Linked DNA regions of Mus musculus: region 1 is linked to region 2. A link is a contact called in public Hi-C data. All regions are on one chromosome and are shown on one strand. The core of a region is the stretch at or near the end of the contact, and the rest is flanking DNA. Distances in the headings are between cores, read along the strand shown.

Evidence for each region. A called contact is a pair of places that touch in the nucleus more often than the background predicts.
Region 1: a Hi-C map of the N1E-115 cell line shows a contact between it and region 2, with 4 times the contacts expected there. The contact joins two enhancer-like sites. A contact is called at or near these places in 1 of 15 datasets of contacts at CTCF or cohesin (embryonic stem cells), 9 of 484 Hi-C or Micro-C datasets (the G1E-ER4 cell line, the N1E-115 cell line, embryonic heart and 3 more) and 3 of 115 datasets of contacts at active chromatin or transcription factors (astrocytes and embryonic stem cells).

The regions. Positions count from the first base shown.
Region 1 is chr2:157,702,208-157,708,192 of GRCm38.p6, reverse strand. No RefSeq gene overlaps it. Among named protein-coding and RNA genes, the nearest start is that of Gm25407, 8.6 kb to the left of the region's middle. Within about 2 kb of position 3,077, at least 20 of the 459 cell types and tissues checked have an H3K27ac peak or open chromatin away from gene starts, as enhancers often do. A contact at or near this core is called in the N1E-115 cell line, where this site is marked.
Region 2 is chr2:157,634,470-157,640,931 of GRCm38.p6, reverse strand. No RefSeq gene overlaps it. Among named protein-coding and RNA genes, the nearest start is that of Gm34293, 39 kb to the left of the region's middle. Within about 2 kb of position 5,066, at least 3 of the 459 cell types and tissues checked have an H3K27ac peak or open chromatin away from gene starts, as enhancers often do. A contact at or near this core is called in the N1E-115 cell line, where this site is marked.

The sequences.
Region 1 (5,985 bases), core at 1,828-4,327, 69 kb before region 2:
GGGAGCTCAGCCTGCTCAGCATTGTACTCCTGCAGACACCTGTTTATTAGCTGCTGTCTAAATTTGTATGCTGGCAGCGTGAGGTTGTGTTCATGTGCACACCTCGGCCTAGTGATGCTCTTAGTGCAGGGTAGGGGCTTAGGAAGTATTTGTGGAAGGAAAGACGAGAAGGAAGGAAGGAAGGAAACAAAAAAGGGACCGAGGGAGGAAAAGAGAGAGGGACAAAGAGCCATGGAGCCTGGGACCTCAGTTTGGAGAACATCAGTCTGCGGAGCTCTCATGCCACCGACCCTTCGTCATACCTGTGACCTCAGCAAGGCCCCCAGTGCACAGTACCCAGCAGGCCAATAGCAGCCCTCCCCTCCCCCTTAAGAACCTGTCTCTGCGTCTTCTTCCCTTAAGCACATAGGGTTAAAGTGAGATCCAGCACCTACCACAGTGCTGTGCTTCCCCCGAGAGGTGCTAGGAGTTGGTGGACTGATGCCCAGACTTTCAGCCAGCTATTTAGGATTGAGCCCTGATTGCCCAAGGCAGTGTCTACTGGCTCCCCAGCCACTCACTTCCCAAATACCTTCCTTTACTAAGCCTTTGTTTCCAGTGCTGATTCTGGAATAGCCTGCCCAGAAACTGGCTGGGGCACCTCCCTATAACCTGCTACCCCCTTTCCTTAACTCTCCTCCTTGATCCCAAGTCCTCTGCCCGCTCTTTCAATGACTTCTACAGAAATGCCCCTCTGGCCACCCTCTCACCTCACCTGGCAGACAAGCTGGCAGGTCTTGACTTCCTTCCAACCTGGCTAGAGTTCCAAGAAATTTTAATGAAGAGCCTTGGCTGGGCACTGCAGGGCCCAGGTGCTTTGCAGCAGGGGAGGGCGGGTGAGGAGGGCAGCGGGCGAGAAAGGCCGCCTTTAACAAGAGTCTGCAGTGATTAAATCACCTGCTGTCTCCTCAACCCCTCCATTTGTTCCTAGATGCTGCCTCCAATCCATGACCGCCCCAGCAACCCTCCATTTCCTCCATCCCCTGCAACCTTATTCCCCACCCCCACTCCTCACACCACTCTACCACCCCTACCATCCCCCATCCCCATCCTGCTACCCTGCAGTTACCTTAGCAGCAGTGCTGACTGGGCCTTCCCAGAACTACAGGTCATTTAATTAGGAGATTAAGGTTGTGTTGATGTGTGGTGTTGTGTTGTGTTGTGTTGTGTTGTGTTTTGAGACAGGTCTTACAATGTAGCCCAGGCTGGCCTAGAGGCCACTTTATAAACCAGACTGGCCTCACATGTGTAGTAATCCTACCTCAGTATCCGTGCTGGGATTACAGGCTGTGCCACTCTGCCTGGCTGAGAATTATTTTCATAAAAATGTGTATTCACATCAGGGAGAAACAGGAGTAGAACCTGACTAGAAAGTCATATAATCAATATTCATCCTTCTCTCCATCCATCCATCTCTGGGAGTATTTTCATATCTAAGTCCTGGGACAAAGGCTGTGGCCCTCCCCACCAGGTCCTTACATTCCAGCAGTGACCAGATCAGACAGTGTGGAAGCAGGAACCACTGAAGGAATCACACCAGAGGAACTTCTTCAGTTAGAAGGTAATGGAGATTCTGAGAAGCAACTGGAGGTTCAGAGGAGTCCAAAGACCAGCTGCAGAAGGCTGCCCCCATGCTGTGCCTGAGAGACAGAGGAGAAGGCTGTGTGCTAGCTATCCAGGAGAGGGCTCCCAGTGGACTGTGGCGCTCCTGGGAGCCAGAGACCCAGAGGAGAGGCCACCCCGACAGAGAAACACCTAACATCCCCCTTGCTCCTACACAAGTAGGACATAGGACTTATGAAAAATGAGCGGCACTGGAGGGGGCTCAGGGATAGAGCAGAGTGTGGAAAACGTGACGGGGAGCTGTGGCTTTGCCAGGAGAATGCAGCAGCCAAGGGAGTTGGGTTTTGAGGCATGAACAGGAGCTCACTGAGCATCAAATTAGAGGAGTGTGGCCCAAGGAGCTGGCCTATTACACCGTGGCTCCCTACTATGCTCAGGGGATATGTCTCAAGAATCCCAGTGGATGCCCGAAGCCACAGGTTGTAGTTAGCTTCGTGCATACTGACACTCGGATATGGGTGACCAGCCATTAATATTCTGACTCAAGGCACACACTCTTTCTCCTCCCTGTAAGGCCTGTGTCCAAGTCTCAGCACATGCCGGTGTTGGGATAAGCTCCCAGCACCCCCTGAGGCCTGCCTCTGGCCCAACCTTACTCTTAGCCACCAGCAGAGCTGATGGTCCCTCTAGACCACCATGGGGGAGAGATTTTTGACCCGGTCATCGTACCTGAGTCTTCTGTACTTTGATAAGAACCCCCCCCCCCCACCAGCCCAGGTTTTAAGCTGACCCCGCCGGCCTTGAGCCTTTGGCAGGCAGCCGGCCAGCGGGAGGGCCCAGAGCTCAGGACCAAGAGACTCCAGTTTCCATTTTGCTCAGTCCAGATGCCTCCAGATCTAATTCCGAATAAATAATTATGCTGAGTAACCCGGGTCCCTTGGTGATTAAGTAAACAGGCCGAGGCGGGTGGAAATTGAATTAGTGCAGCGTGCTCAGCCATTATTACCCACCCCTTCTCATGCATATTAATGAGGGGTTATTAAGAAATGTAAATGCTGCCCCAGGGGGCGTGGAGATGGGGAAGGGAGGTCAGGGCCAGAGGACAGGCCCTTCCGAAAGCCGCGTGATCGAAGGCATTTTGAAAATTATGTCGGGAACGTTCGCTTCTGCACTATGGCAACATTTCCGGATGCCTCGCTTTTATTAAAATGAGGAAAGGGGAACAAATTTTAATTTGAGGATAAAATTAGCATTTTCCAAAAAGCCTTGGCAGCAGAGAGGACATATTTTGCCAGAAAATGGACATTCAGGGCCGGGCGGGGCAAGGTTGTGCGGCTGATGGACGATTAGTTCTCTCAGTTCATCTCCAGGCAAGGGAGTAAACAAATTAATCTCCGGGCAGGGAACAGGCCGGAAGATGCTGGAAACCTACGGGAGCCAGCAAAGTCTTCACTGGAAAGCCAGAGGTGTCACTGGGGCCTGGAATCCTCTCAGTGCTGGCCAGGAGAGGTCACACTCTGCTCTGAGGTCGCTCTGGAAGGCCGAGAGCTCTGGCTGAGTTTTGTAGCAAGATGGATGAAGGAGACGGCTTCTCCCCGACACACTGGGCAAGGGTGGAATCCAGGGATGCAACCTCTGCCCACCACTCTTCTCACCTGACCTCCAGGGTCCGCGGTATCTTCCCCCTCTGCTCCTAGCTTGTCCTCAGCACTCTGTTCCCATCTCTGCTACCAGATTCATCCCCACCCCCCACTCCAGCCAGGTCTCTTTTCACTGGGTAACCTGTCAGGAGTCACTAGTTCCCTTAGGCTGAAGTTGCATTCCTCTTGCCATTGGGGTGTCTCCAGGATCTGACCTCAGTTTAAACTCCTGCTGTTCCCTGCAGTTGCAATTGGATGGAGAGAGAGCACAAGCAGGCAAAAATAAATAAATAAATAAATAAATAAATAAATAAAGACAAAGAGGCAGGAAAAGGAAGGAAGAGCTGGAGAAAGAAGCAAATGTTAAGATTCACTAAGACTTTATGTAAGGCTGTGCTGGGATGGACAGCTGCCGACCATCATGGACCAGTTGCAGGACCAATTGTATCACTCCCTGAAGCATAGCTGTCTCGACATCACAGAGGACACAGCTCTCATCCGAGCACAGAACTTTTACTCTGGGTCACCATGGGCATCAAAGCTTGAACTCTGACCTACTACTGTGACTATGGGGCTAAGGATGACCTTGAATTTCCCATCATCCTGCCTCTTCTTCCTAAGACCCACATGGTCCTCAGATTTCCACATGCACACTGTGGCTCTTGAGCCAGACCCCCCCCCCCTCCCACGTAACTGCAATTTTAGAAACTTTTAAAAAGAAGGAGGAGGAGGAGGAGAAGGAGGAGGAGGAGGAGAAGGAGAAGGAGAAGAGGAAGAGGAAGAGGAAGAGGAAGAGGAAGAAGAAGAAGGAGGAGGAAGAGGAAGAAGAAGAAGAAGAAGAAGAAGAAGAAGAAGAAGAAGAAGAAGAAGAAGAAGAAGAAGAAGAAGAAGAAAGGGAGTTTAATCACTATGTGCTGCAAGTATCCAAGAAAAACAGGTAGAAGAAAAGAATGAAAGTTCTGGAATCAAGCCTCATCCATCTTGAGGAATATCTCTTCTGGCAGGGACTGGGGCTCAGCTGGTCACATGCTTGCCTAGTAGGCACAAGGCTCTGAGTTCCATTCCCAGCACTACCTAAACTGGGTGTGGTTGTGCACACCTGGGATCCCAACACAGTTAGAGGCATCGGGGATGAGACGTTCAAGGTCATCCATCCTTGGCTGCATAGTGAGTCAGGCCAGTCTAGGATATGTGAGACCTTGTCTCAAAATAAACAAGGAGGCAGAAGGAGGGAGAGAGGGAAGGGAGGGGAGAGGAAAAGAGAGGGAGGGAAGGAGAGAGGGAGTGAGGAAGGGAGAGAAGGAGTGGGAGAGGGAGGGAGAGAGAGATTGAAGAGAAGAAAGACTGCCTTTCAAGACACAAATATAATTCACCCGCTTCCTGCACCCAGTGGAAACACACATACTATCAGAGATCCAACCATGCTGTGCTCCCCACAGTATCTCTTAGATGAAGTTGATATCAACCCTATGGCATCCATAGACATCCTCACCATGAGTCCCTGAGCTGCCAATGGGAGCCCAGATGTGGGCCTCTTGGGACTCACCACGCACCCCACCCCCAGCCAAGAAAGAGTGGATCCGATCTAACTCATGCATTTTAACGACTTCTCCAGCACGCCTCGCTCCACCCGCTCGCTTGCAGGAATAAAGGCTGACAGGTGCAGCTGAGTTAATCAGAGTGGATAATAGAGGAAGAGACAGGAATCGCTGGCCAAATTGCTGCAGAGAAAAATGGGGCAAAACCATGAGAAGCAAGTCAAAAGTGTCCAATTAAAGTGTGGTGGTGTTTAAAGGGCAGGAACCACATCCCTGAAAGTAGCCGCGTGCTCTGGGGGCCGAGGGCACCCTCCGCCCTAAGAACCATTTCTCGTGGTTTACAGATGAATTCCTTTATATCTGAATAGATATTTTAATGTGTATTACAAAAATGCAAGTAGCATATAAAACCTGCTATTTCATGCATATTACTGCCTAGGATGAGTCTGAGAAGATATTTTATTGCTAGTCAATTAAAAGAAAAAATTTTATTTTATAAGGGAAGGAAGATATAAGGGAAAGAAGAATAGGGTAAAAATATGATGTTGGCTCTGTGTCTGTATGTGTGCACATGTACACACGCATGTCTGTATATGTCTATGTGTTTTGTGTATATGTTTCTCTGTGTGTGTATGTCTCTGTGTGTATATGTGTATAAGTCTGTATACGTATGTGTGGTCTCTGTGTGCATGCCTCTCTGTGTGTATATGTCTATATGATCTGTCTTTCTCTGTGTGTGTCTGTATGTATGTCTGCATGTATGTGTGTGTATGTCTGTATATGTCTCTGTGTGTGTTCATCTTTGTCTATGTGTTTGCATACATGTCTGCATATGCATGCCTGGTCTGTGTGTGTGTGTGAACTCTCTTTTTTTTATATCTGTATGTGTTTGCATATGTGTATGTCAATATATGTCTGTATAATCTGTGTGTCTCTCTGCATATATGTCTGTATATGCATTATCTGTCTCTGTGTGTATGTGTCTGTGTCCTGTTACTGGTTCTCTGTCTCTTAGTGTCCCTTGACTGCTGACTGTGTGAAGTGGTGTCTTACAGGTTCGATTTTCATTTGTTTTTTGCTGTTCTTTGTTTTCAGACAGGGGCCCCTTACATGGTCCCTGGCTCTCCTCTAACTCATACTGATCCTTGCTCCTCTGCTTCCTGAGTGCTGGAAATAAACGCATGCCCACCACACCCAGAATGGCC
Region 2 (6,462 bases), core at 3,817-6,316:
GGGGAGCCGTTCCCTCTTGATTTTCTGACTATGAAACGGGGTGGAAATACCCATGCTGTCTCAGCCAACTCAGGGGTTGCCCAGTCAGAGTTCTCTGTCAGCCTAGCCATAGCAAGTAGTCCAAGGAAGTCCATGGAACCCTAGTAAGCCAGTCCTGAGGTTGCTATAGCGACTGTAGAGACAGCCGGTGAAAAGAACTGGTACTTGAATCAACAGATTAAATCTCTCTTTTTTTTTTTGGTTTTTGGAGACAGGGTTTCTCTGTGTAGCCCTGGCTGTCCTGGCACTCACTTTGTAGACCAGGCTGGCCTCGAACTCAGAAATCTGCCTGCCTCTCTGTATAGCCGTGGCTGTCCTGGCACTCACTTTGTAGACCAGGCTGGCCTCGAACTCAGAAATCCGCCTGCCTCTGCCTCCCTAGTGCTGGGATTAAAGGCATGTGCCACCACTCCCGGTTTAGGTCAGGCTTCTACCAATTGTAACCAAGTTTCATTTCCAACCTTCCCTAAGCTGCCCATCTACTTAAAAATTAATTAATTAATTAAAAATTTAATGTGAGCCAGGTGGTGGTGCACGCCTTTAATTCCACCGCTCAAGAGGCAGAGGCAGGTGGATCTTTGAATGTGAGGCCAGCCTGGTCTGTAGAGCCAGTTCCAGGACAGTCAGGGCTACACAGAGAAACCCTGTCTCAAAAACAAACAAACACAAATTTAATATGGAGAGGCTTGGCACCACTCAGGTGCAGGGGGCTGGAGAGGTGGCTCTCATTTAAGGACACATACTGCTTTTGCAGAGGACCTGAGTTTGGTTCCCAGCGCCCCTTTTGGGTGACTCCCAACTGCTCGTGTAACTCCAGCTCCAGGAGATCCAATGCTCTCTCCTGTCCCCAGGGTGCCTGCACTCACGTGTGCATGTTCATACTCACACACTTATTAGTAAACTCAGTCCTTTTAAAATATATAAGATGAGGCACAGGTGCAAAGGCAATGTCCACCCCTTTCTGTTCATTTGTGCTCTAAGTCATTTCTACCATGACTAGTGTTACTCTCACCATAAGAAAGAAAAAGAGCATTTGCTCTAAAATGGACGCCATAGTGTTAGGACATAATGAGGAATGATGGGGGGCAGAGCCACAAGTTCATTCTGAGTCTACGTCTACGGGGCACAAAGGCAGGCAGATGGCATCTGTAGCTCTGGAGGACAGAAGAGTAGACGCCATGGTGATGCAGACTGGGCAGGTCCCAGGAGTTTCTGGTCTGGTAGGAAGAGTGCCCCTCTCCCTGGTGATGGTCTCCAGGGTGTCAGAAGCTGTGGAGCTGAACGTGTGAGGAGGTGTGTATTTCACTTGATGTGTGCTAGTTTTGGTTAGCTCCTGTCACTGGGTTGGTGCCTGAGAGCATTTATGAAGAGGAAGGGTTATTTTGGTTCCTAGTTAAAAAGGCTGTGGTCAATAACCACAGACTCATTATCTTCAGGCATCTCGGGAGGCAGCACCTAGTCAGGATGAGGTAGGAAAAAAAAGAGAGAGAGAGAGAGTCTGTCTCCCCAGCTATCTTCATTGGCACTCCAGCGGCTACCCTTGAGGCCCCACCTCTTAAAGGTCCAGAACTTCCCAACAGCATCCAAGGCTGGAGATGAGGTGAGATGGTTATTCTTGGTTGTCCACTTAACTACATCTGGAATTAACTAAAATTCCAAAATGGAGGACACACTTGTGAGAGATTTTTGCTTAATTTGAAATGGAAAGATCTACTTCTAATCCAGATCTTTGAGGTAAGGCACACCTTTAATCCAGATCTTTCCAGTTGAGAAATCCCACTTCTAACCTGGGCCGCGCTTTCTGCTGGAAGCTATATAATGACATCAAGGCAGGAAGCTTTTGCTCTGTGCCTGCTCACTCTCACCTTACTGACAAGTCCATTCCTTCACTGGCCTTAGAGACGACTTCTTCAGGATTCCAGTGAATACTGAAGACCAGCTAAGACACCGAGCCATGTAGACCAGTTAAGACACCCAGCCAAGCAGACTGAGCAATGACTGGACACTTGGACTTTCCATTCATAACCAGTGACTGCTGGATTAGCTAGACCATAGCCTGTAAAGTCATCTCATTTTAACAAATCCCATGCATATATATATATATATATATATATATATATGAGAGAGACTGACTCATTCTATAAGTTCTGCTGCTCTAGAGAACCCTGACCAACATACCAGGCATCCCACATGTGGGCCTTGGGCCAACATTCCTATCCCAAACAAAGCAATAATCACAATAATAAAAACATCTCACAGTAGTGCTGGGGAGGTGGATCAGTGAGGAAAGCGCCGACCACACAAGCATGAGGACCTGAGTTCAGGTCCCCAGCACCCAGAAAAGCTGAGCCCAGAACTGGGGAGGTGAGATTGGAAGACACTTGAACATCATTAATTGGCCAGCAAGTCTAGCTGAGTAGGTGAGCCCCCGGTTCAGTGAGAGGCCCTGTCTCCAGAATAATATGGACTGTGATATAGGAAGGTATGTCAGATGTCAGTCTCTAACACATATACATACACACACATACCTATGCACACATCAGTGCACATACATTAACACACATGTACATCACATATACACATAATTTGGGAAGGGTGATGGACCAGCATCTTACAGTGTAGCCCTGACTGGCCTGGAATTCTCTGTATAGACCATGCTGGTTTTGAGGACCAGGGTTTCCTCCTGTCCCTGCCTCTCAAGCGCTAGGACTAAAGGCATGCTCCAACGTGCCTGGCTACACACACAAATATTTAAACCAACAATCTGTATTCCTATTTGCGGGTAACTTTAAACCCCTTCACTAGTCCACTGGCCTCTCAGATTTTATATGCTCTTTCAGGTAACTTTAAATGAAATAACTCAAAATAGTTTCAGTTAAAAATTAAAATAATAGCCGGGTGTGGTGGTGCACGCCTTTAATCCCAGCACTCGGGAGGCAGAGGCAGGCGGATTTCTGAGTTCGAGGCCAGCCTGGTCTACAAAGTGAGCTCCAGGACAGCCAGAGCTATAAAGAGAAACCCTGTCTCGAAAAACAAACAAACAAACAAAAAATTAAAATAATGAAGGAACCTGTCTACCACCACATGGGGGGTGGGGCAGAAGACACCCAGAGGCCCATCCACTATAAGAGCCACTGCAGGGCTGGCGAGATGGCTCAGTGGTTAAGAGCGCTGACTGTTCTTCTGAAGGTCCTGAGTTCAAATCCCAGTAACCACATGGTGGCTCACAACCATCCGTAATGAAATCTGATGCCCTCTTCTGGAGTCTCTGAAGACAGCTACAGTGTACTTACATATAATAAATAAATAAATAAATCTTTTTAAAAAAAAAAAAAAGAGAGAGAGAGCCACTGCAGTTCGCAAGTGGTAGAGAGATGGGAGAGAGAGAAGCAGAGGGGTCTGAGCACCATGAGGAGAGGCAGAACTGGAGACATGAGGGTGCTGAGGAACAGCCTGAAGGGAGCAGCCTGTGTTGTCATCTGAGGCCACAGTGAAGTCGCTGCCCATGGTGCTACCAAGAGCCATGTCTGGGTCCATTGCCCTGCAGCAGCAAGGGTCTGTGTCAACATCTGTGGTCCATGTTACCATCAAAGGCCGAGTGCATAGTCCTGGTCTGGGTTGCCGCCCCTGGGCCATGTAGATGTACGAGGGGTGTGGGACGCTGAGCAGAGTTGGCTCCACCCCTCACTAGCCAGGTGGTTGCATGGGCAGGCCAATGCCCCTCGATGGGTGCAGCACTGGGGAGCTTTGATCCAGGGCCCACCCCAACATCTACTCCATCTATGAACTGCTGGAGCTCATGAAGGGGCTGGTCCTGCAGATCCAAAGTTGCAGAATCTCCATGACACAGGGCAAGAACAGAATATCTGAGAGGAGTCCGTGAGCATCCACTACTGATAGACTAGCAGAAGCCAGAGGCCTTGAGCCAGACCAAAGACTCATTGCAATGAACATTTGCAAGTAATGATATTTGGATAAAAGGTGTACTGTGGGACACCCTGCGGCTTCTACAGAGAGATGCTTTTGGTTGTTGCTTCTTTTACTTTTTAAAAAAATTTTTAGGCACACGCCTTTAATCCCAGCACTCGGGAGGCAGAGGGCAGGCGGATTTCTGAGTTCGAGGCCAGCCTGGTCTACAAAGTGAGTTTCAGGACAGCCAGGGCTATACAGAGAAACCCTGTCTCAGAAAACCAAAAAAGAAAAAGAAGAAAAAAAAGAAAAAAAGAAAAAGAAATTTCTTTTGGGTTGCAAGGGCAGAGGGTAGATATGAAGGGATGGGGAAATGAGTGAGATTGGGGTGCATAAAGTGAACTTCACAAAGAATCAATAAGAAGGTTTTTAAAAATTAAAATAATGTGAGAAAATGTTTCTGGGCCCCCAACCTTCTCCTATAACCACCTAGGCTAAGCCTCCCTCCCTGGAGACCACTGCAGAAATCCTGGCTGTTCTTGAGGGTCTGTCTCAAAGCAAACACATCAGGATCTGGACCATCTAAGGGCTGCTTCCTTCTGGAACAAAGAGCCTGGCATTTGGGAGAGAAAAGTCATGCTTTCCCAGCAAAAGTGGTTTCTTGGCATCGATGGGTGGAACTGCCTCATGGATGGATACCCCTTTCCACAGGACTAATTATAGATTTATTAATATTTATGGGCCTCTCGTCGCAGCCGATAGATCTTGTTCGAGGACATTAAGCCTTATCTCCGTCCCTCCAGGAAGGGGCATCGAAAGCCAGTTCTAATTGGGTAGCCGGCAATCAAGATAGAAGGGAAAAATGACAATAGCTTGCCTGTTGCCATATATTAAAATATGGTCCTCCCCTCTCAATGATTATCTGCAGAATTAATATCTTGCTAGTCCAGGTTTGGGCCCTAATAGCAGGAAACCGTATTAAATACTTTGCTAAGAGCAATCAGCTTTTTGATAAGGCTAATGGCTCTAGCCCTGGCTATTTCTCATGCTGAGCGGTCTGTTTCTAATCCAGCAGAAGCCTGGCCACTTTGTCCGTCTCGTTTGTCATTCAAAGTCAGCAACACTGGCGCCATCTCCTGGTCAGGCTCCCTGCTGCATCTTTCCATTCCCCATCCTGTCGCGGCCTGGAAGGCTTGCCCTGGGAATGAGGTGGCCATTGCATCTGCAGGAAGACGCGAGAGATGAATGCTGGTTCTCTATTTACTTTGTCTTTTCACTTAATCGAGGCTCCTAGCCGTAGAACGGTGCGGTGCGTGTTTAGGGTGGGTCTTCTCACCTCTGTTAAGACAGTCTAGAAAGTTCCTGAGAGTCGTTCCTGCAGATTTATTGCCATGGTGACTCTAAATCCTATCAAGCTGACAATGAAGGTTGCCATCAGCCATCACACGACCTCTCTGGGCTCAGTTTCTGCATCTGTAAAATGGGACTAGAAGTTGTCATCCTCTGCAGAACCCTGTGGTCCAGCCAGAGACGGACACAGTGTGACAGCTCTCAGAAGGGAAGCCTACGCGGGGCAGGTACCTGAGGTCCCAGATCTGGCCTGCACCGTGGCAGCGTCAATACCAGCAGCTGGGGCAGGGCAGCTGCCGGTGGCAGCAGGCAGTGACAACAGAGGCAGCAGGAGCATGAGTCCAGCCTGTCAGGAGGGTACAAGGACCAGCGATGAATGCTTCTGGGAAGAAAACCTTTTCCCCAAGTGTCACAGCTCAGTAAATCAGTCGCTCTCAGATGATTCTCGGTGAAATAGCCTGTGCGCTCTATTCCATGTGTACAGGGACTTTATAAACACTGAGGAGCAGGGTGGGATCCAGGGGTAGGGGTTTCCTATTGGCTCAAACTGAGATGCTAATGATGCTAACCTGCATGGGGAAGGACTTCAGATGTTTTCCCCCACATGGCTGATTGTCATGGTCATCTCAGTGGGTTGTCGTGGTTATGTGTCCCAGAGCACGTAGAGTTTGGCATGGAGTTGGCCCCACTCCTACCATTCTCAGTTCTGAGTTTCAGGGGGCTTGGGGCCACTCAGCCTGACCAGTTCTTCTGTCTGGTGGCAAGGTCTACTTGCCCACAAGAAGTCCCTGTAACTGCTGTTTTGAGCTTTAAATGAGACTATATGAGTAAGACAGGGTGCCCAGGCACAGGCAATGCCTACAGATCAGCTCATCTTTACTACACTCCCTGGCATCCTCCTGCCATTCAGAAACCTCTCTGCGGGTCTCCACCTGACCTTGTCTTGTGTTGTGGGTGCTTTTGTGTCTCCCCTCTGCCACCCTAGATTGGGCTCTAGATTCTCAGGGATCTAGATGTGCCCAGCTTTACCATTTCTCAAGGCCCTGGGTAGCTGACTTGAAACCTGACACAGTGAATGCCCAGATGTTGCCTCAGTGTGAGCATCATTCCAGATGTGTGACATTCACTGTGCTCCAGACCCCGTGGCAGGGCCCTTTACAGAGA